Regions from separate parts of the Danio rerio genome. Here region 2 is linked to region 1. A link is a contact called in public HiChIP or PLAC-seq data. All regions are on one chromosome and are shown on one strand. The core of a region is the stretch at or near the end of the contact, and the rest is flanking DNA. Distances in the headings are between cores, read along the strand shown.

Region 1 (3,313 bases), core at 446-2,945:
GGGCGAGAGACAAGTGAAGAATGCGGGTGAGATTTCACTGCCATGACTGATTGTCTAAATGCCATAAATTTTATCAGTGCAGAGGAGAGGAAATGTTAGGAGCGGCGTTCGTATTTTATCAGGGCTCAGGACGAGGGCAACTTTCATTATTTTGCAAGGAGGGGAGTGAAAGGTGAGGATGGGCGCTGGCTTTGATTACCTGTCCCCTGCCTATTGAAGAGTGGGGGCCACCAGGGAAAGGGCCCCAGTCACTACTCAGCCATGAAGAGCCCCACGGGTCAGACCTAGGTCAACCTGCCACTCACACACACACACACACAAGTGGCTGTGTGTTGACAATCCAACAGGTGGCATGAAATTACTGCTCTCCAAAGGCCAGACCTGAGTTTAAGTAAACTCATCTCTCACTGGCCGACCTTAAAAATACAAATATATTCACATAAAGGCCACCGCATAGACAGACAGAACAGGGAGACGAGTTGGAGAGAATACAGATCGCCTGTGTGCTTCGGGTAGGTCACAAGTGTTGTTTTCTACCTCCTTTGTCTTCTTTCAAGGACCAAAAACAAAGTATATATCATGATGTGTTGATATCTGATGCCTTTGTGAAAATATTCTGCCTTTCTGCAGGCAGAAATTCTCTGAGCATTTAATCATTCTGAGAGTAGAGGTTGCCTCTTTTTTACTGAAATCACTGCTTTAGTGAGTGAGAATGCCTTGTGCATGTAAGATTAAAAGAATTTAGATTTTAATATTTTCTAATTTGACAGTGCTCTTTTATAATTGAATGTGTTTCATAACAATTTATTTCTGTGATGGCAAGCTGAATTTGCAGCAGCCATTACTTCAGTCATCAATCAGAAATAATTCTAATATGATGATTAGTATTTTCAAATTAAGATCATAGCGCCCTTACGATTATGGGTAAAACTTTATTTTGATAGTCCATTTGAGTATTAGTAGACTTACTGCCTAATATCTGTTGATACTGCTGCTAAACAAACATTTCACTGACAAAAAAACTTTGCAAGTACATGTCTACTTGCACTAGCCCTAACCCTAAGCCCAACCTAACAGTCTACTTATATTCTTATAAGAATTAGTTGGCATGTAGATGCAATGTTTCTTAAACTCAACAAACGGACCATCAAAATATAGTGTGACTCAATTATGACTGTTGAAAACAAAAATAACTTTGCAAATCCTTCTAACATTAGAATTCAGTGCTTAAATGTAAAAAAAAAATATTATTTATAAATATTTTTCTGTATGTGAAAAATTTAATAAAATCAAATTAAAAAGCTTTGTTTGTGTATGTGTGTGTGTGTGTGTGATCATCACATGACTAATCTTCACACTAATTACCCAAATCCACTGGGGTACGGCAGCATTGGGGTTTCCAAGCATGTCAGCGCTTTCCTTGTTACCATTTCAATCTCCTCCGGCCATTTGGCTTTAATATCCTAAAGCAGCATTTTTAGTGTCAGCTTCAGTCCGCCCTGACTAATTTCCTCTGGACCTGACAGATCAGAGGCCTTCCCCACCAAACAGCCCTGTCCCAGCCACAAAGCCGCTCGTAATCCTGCTGCTTGTCTACAATTAATCTTCCCAGTTGCCACATTATTAACACCACCACCCACAGTCAGGGGCTGGCTATGCCCCACCGGACACACAGTACCCCCCCCTCCGGCCCAGCGGCCAGGCACGTCAATCACATGCCGTGCGCAAAAGTCGCCTGCTGTCAACATCAGAGATGCCCCCTTCTCTGCTAAGCATCCCACCCCTCCCGGGCCGAGTCCACTGATCAAACACCCCCATCCTGGAAGAAGATTAATCAGAGCCCTCCCTCCACTTCCTCCACTCCCATCCACTCCTCTCTTTCTCTTTATTCAATGAGCCATCATCGAGATGAGAAAGGAGGCCTGGCTCATAATGGGAATCCCGGCAGAAAAAAAAAAAAAAAAAGTTAAAGGAAAACTCAGTTTGAATGCCAGCTGTTATCTGGGGGGAAAAAGGGCAGGAGGACAAGAGCCTTGCTTTGATCGGCATCCTTAAGATTTTACACAAACATAATCACAAGCCAAGGGGTCATCCTGAAGCCTTTGAATTCATTCAATCCGGGAGCTTTAAGCATGCACAGGCAGTTAAGAGCTTTTCCTTTCACCGAGCACTTTGTTTTTGGTTGATTTTAAAAGATATACATCACTATCCATCAAACAAATGGCAACTTGTGTGCACAGACCTGCCTATCTTTAATGAATGATAGTCAGTTTGTTGGGAGATTTGTCTGAATGTTATTGCAGTAAATAAAATATCAAACCAATTGTCACCTGGAGGCAAATGGTGCAATGACCTGAGCAAACTAACTCACTAACATTTTTAAGCATAATGTCAGTTCTCAACGTTCACACAAGTGTGTAACGTCGTAACCCAAACCTCAGAAAATTGTGCATTTGTGTATTTTTACTTTAAAGGAAAAGTTAATTTGATCATTGGTGGTTGTGTATGTTGATTAGGGCGGTGAAATTGCTCGAAATCAAATCACAATCGCAATTTGAAGCATTGTTAATTTTATTTATTAATTATAGAATTTAAAGTTATAGCATTTATTATTGTTAGTTTAATATATATATATATATATATATATATATATATATATATATATATATATATATATATATATATATATATATATATATATATATATATATATATATTACAGTATGTAACCATCTTACTAGCCAATTGAGTGACAAATACTTTCATTCTGGCCAATTAGAATTGCACAACTGACCTATGCAAAGGCCCACAATTAAAAGAAAACAAACAAACAGGAAAGTGCAGACAAGTGAGATAATGGCGTCCGCTGCTTCAGAAGTTTAATAGACAAATTAATATATAAGAAAAACAGCATTGGTAATATGGGAATGTTTTGATTTCAAAGTGCTAAACACAGAACAAAAAAAAAAAAAATTTTTAAGAGCTGTCGCAGAATTGTTGCCACGACTTACAGATTATTGAGCTGAAGCTTGACTATAAAATTAAATCGCAAATCAAATCGCAACATATGTCAAAAAAATTTACAATTAGATATTTTCCCCAAATCGCACAGCCCTAATGTTTACACACTAAATTTATTAATCAATCAATTAATCAACTAATACAACAGTGACTGAAATAATCACGCTTGGCATAATGCATACCGAGGGTGATTTTTATTTTTATCAAAGTGTGTGTTTTTGGGGTTTGAATATGCATGTATGAATGAATAAATGAAATAAATGAAATAAACAAACAAAATAAATATTTAAAC
Region 2 (3,456 bases), core at 170-2,669, 480 kb after region 1:
ATCTACACCTGTCTGAAACCTCTGCGTATTAAAAAAAAAAAAGAATTTCTGCTCATGCAGACGGAAAAATCAACAAATAGCCTATATTTACTTGTTTTAAATTCAGGAGGAAATAAGTTTTATAAACTTTGATAACAACAATGAACTTTATGTAGGGTAATTTACAGTATGAAAGTCAATGGTAAATTTAATCATTTACACTTACAGCAAAATGTTTAAATTCATTTAATGTCTTTATTTTTATTTAATAGTCTACCTTTTGCTTAGCCTATATACAAATTGCTATATCATGAAATTGTCCTCAAAAAGTTAGGCTATTGAAAATTCACAAAAAAGCCTACTATTATAAAAATAACTTGTTTACTCAACTGTGGCTATTCCTAAATAAACTGTAATATAAATGACCAGTGTTGCTTTTCTGTCTATATAAATGAGCAGTGTTGCTTTTCTGTCTGCCTCGATTTAAAATAGCCTAAACACGGGCAATGGCATCTTGTCTTACCGCAGGTTTAAAACAGAAACCTTTCCAAACCTTTCCTTCAAATTAAGTGACTCTTCTTCTGGATGCTTCTTTTGCCCTTTTCTCTGTCACTCGCGGCACATAATCAGCTTCAAAAGCTGACGTGAAGTAAGAAAAGGATTGACAGCGACTGACAAATAACTGATTGATTGCGGTCGAGCAGAATTGACAGTTGACGGAGGGGTGGGGATAGAAATAGAAGGGCGGTGTATATTATATTGAAAACATGTGACATTCACATCCCTCTATCACTGCATTGGTCTGCTCTTGTCAACGCTTGTCTGATTGGGGAATTCAAACACTAAAGGTTGATCTTGTGTTTATGGTTTGAAGTTTCAGCCCTACTCCAGTGAGAGTTAAAAAAAGGACTACGCATGAAACATTGGAAAGTACCTTTTCATATAATAAATCGGCATTAAATTAAAAGGTTAGACACATTTAAATTGTAGTAATAAAGGCATGTATGTAAAAATAGACAAATTAAAATCTCCTTAACTGTTGTGTTTCTTTGTTGTTGTTTTTTGCTGGTGATGGTAATGGTCATCAGAAAATATACTTATTAGTAATCACAAACTTAAACAACAACAACAAAAGAAAAAAAACATCAAGACAGGCATATACACTAAAGCTATTCTTCTCTATTAATTATAAAAATATAACAGATACAAGGTAATGTGTTAAAAAAATGAAAACCGAGCAGTTTACATTACATTTCGGACAAATGTGGCGGCGTGTACGACAACCTACATATTGCGCAAAATCTCCTCCCCCAAGTTGTCAAAATAGAGGCGCTTGCAGAAGGAGGAACGTCACATCCCCTTGACCCTCCAATCACCTCGGGGTCCCATTTGATTGGAAGGCGGCAAGGGCTTTAATCTCGGACTAATTCAGCTGCTTTTGAAGTGAAAATTTCTACCAGTGCTTGGTTTGGGAGGACAAGCGCGCGGACCTACGGGAAGAGACAGAGCGCGCGCTATGCCTGTGGTGTCACACGCGGCTCGGGATCTGCGATAGCCTCGCGCTCTGCTTCAGACGGATTATACTCTTTATCTTTATTTCTGCTATTTGAAAGAAGATTACGGCATAGTTTTTATTTATGAATCTGATAAATGAAATACCAACAAAATACATGAGAATTGGGTCATGATCACATCGCCCTCTGCTTCAAGAAATAGTGATACTGATCTAGTCTGGGAAAGCAGCAGCAGCAGCTCTCGGAATAACAGCTCCGCGGTCGCCAGCAAGCCTTTTCTCCATTCCGTCCCTCCTTCGGACCCTTTACGGCAAGCTAATCGACTACCCATAAAGATTTTGAAAATGCTTACTGCACGCACAGGACACATTTTACATCCTGAATATCTTCAGCCATTGCCATCCACCCCGGTCAGTCCAATTGAGGTAAGAATGTTTTTAAGCTGTTAATGTATTTTAGCCTATTACAAGTTCGCATTCTTCTTTTTTTTCGGAGATATGACGGGACATTACGGGAATCTTGGAATAGATGTAGGTGGGTAGAAAGCATGAAATTAATACAATTCTTTAGTTAACATTAACGTATTCCATTTTCTCTTTAATTAAGCTAACATTGCGAATGCGCTTTTGGATTAGGGTGTTTACCATTTCAGCGCGTTTTGCGCGATGCGCATTATCAAACATAAAACGTTCAAATAAAGCGGCGAGTCTTTTTAGTGAAGTTTATGTTGTGTATTTTGTAAACTGCGTTGTAAGGATTTCGCGTGCACACGTTTGAATGTCTCTAAATCCTTTTATTGTTTTATCTATTCTCGCAGCTCGATGCCAAGAAAAGTCCTCTGGCTCTTCTTGCGCAAACATGCTCCCAGATCGGTAAACCGGACCCTCCACCCTCCTCCAAACTGTCCTCAGTAACGTCAAATGGATCTAGCGAAAAAGAGTCAAAATCTGGTCCTTTAAAACTGAGCGACATCGGCGTGGAAGACAAATCCAGCTTCAAGCCGTACTCGAAGCCAGCGGATAAGAAGGACTCGTCTTCTGGGGTGTCGAGCGGAGAGAAGTCTGGTTTCCGTGTGCCTAGCGCCACCTGCCAGCCGTTCACTCCCAGGACTGGCAGCCCGAATTCCAGCACTTCTGCTTCCCCGATGCCGTCAGATGGCAAAGGAGAGAGAGATGAAAAGAAAGATTCTGATTGTAATAAAAACTGCTCCTCAGACGGATCTGCACCGACCAGTGTCAGCCACAGCAGGATAAGCGTGAGCTGTGCGGGAATTAACGTGGAGGTCAACCAGCACCAGGAGACCACCTCAGGATCCAAAGCATCGGCGACGTCGGACTCGGTGTCGTGTGTCACCTCTTCTTCCTCGGCCTCCGTCCTGGGGTCAGGACTTGTAGCTCCCGTTTCTCCATACAAACCTGGCCAGACTGTTTTTCCCCTACCCCCGGCAGGCATGACGTACCCTGGAAGTTTAGCAGGGGCCTACGCCGGCTATCCCCAACACTTCTTGCCCCACGGTGGAAGCCTGGTCAACGCACAGCTCGCCAGCTCACTGGGCTGCAGTAAAGCTGGCTCAAGCCCTCTAGCCGGGGCATCTCCCCCGTCCATAATGTCTGCTAGCCTTTGTAGAGACCCTTACTGCTTGAGTTACCACTGTGCCAGCCACTTAGCGGGCGCAGCCGGAGCTTCCTGCACACACGACTCGGCGGCTGCGGCGGCCGCGTCCGCTTTGAAGTCCGGATATCCACTCATGTACCCGACACACCCTTTGCACGGGGTTCACTCCTCGCCGCCATCTTTTGGTGGACACCCTTTGTATCCCTATGGTTTCATGCTGCCCAACGACCCTCTTCCGCATGTGTGTAACTGGGTGTCAGCTAATGGACCTTGTGATAAGCGTTTCTCGTCCTCCGAAGAACTTCTTAACCACCTGCGGACGCACACCGCGTTCACCGGGACTGAAAAG

The links. HiChIP or PLAC-seq counts read pairs in DNA pulled down with a chosen protein or histone mark.
Region 2: an H3K4me3 HiChIP or PLAC-seq map of embryo shows a contact between it and region 1, with 9 times the contacts expected there. The contact joins the promoter of znf503 here to the enhancer-like site in region 1. A contact is called at or near these places in 7 of 18 Hi-C or Micro-C datasets (caudal fin, embryo, hematopoietic stem cells and 1 more) and 3 of 4 datasets of contacts at active chromatin or transcription factors (caudal fin, embryo and gastrula embryo).

Annotation. Positions count from the first base shown.
Region 1 is chr13:18,973,011-18,976,323 of GRCz12tu, forward strand. All of the region lies in intron 5 of lrmda (leucine rich melanocyte differentiation associated), which reads right to left. Among named protein-coding and RNA genes, the nearest start is that of kcnma1a, 470 kb to the left of the region's middle. Within about 2 kb of position 1,696, at least 16 of the 62 cell types and tissues checked have an H3K27ac peak or open chromatin away from gene starts, as enhancers often do.
Region 2 is chr13:19,452,338-19,455,793 of GRCz12tu, forward strand. It overlaps znf503 (zinc finger protein 503), which reads left to right and starts at 1,420. Exons shown (of 2, transcript NM_198840.3): 1 at 1,420-1,918; 2 at 2,311-3,456. The coding sequence starts at 1,664.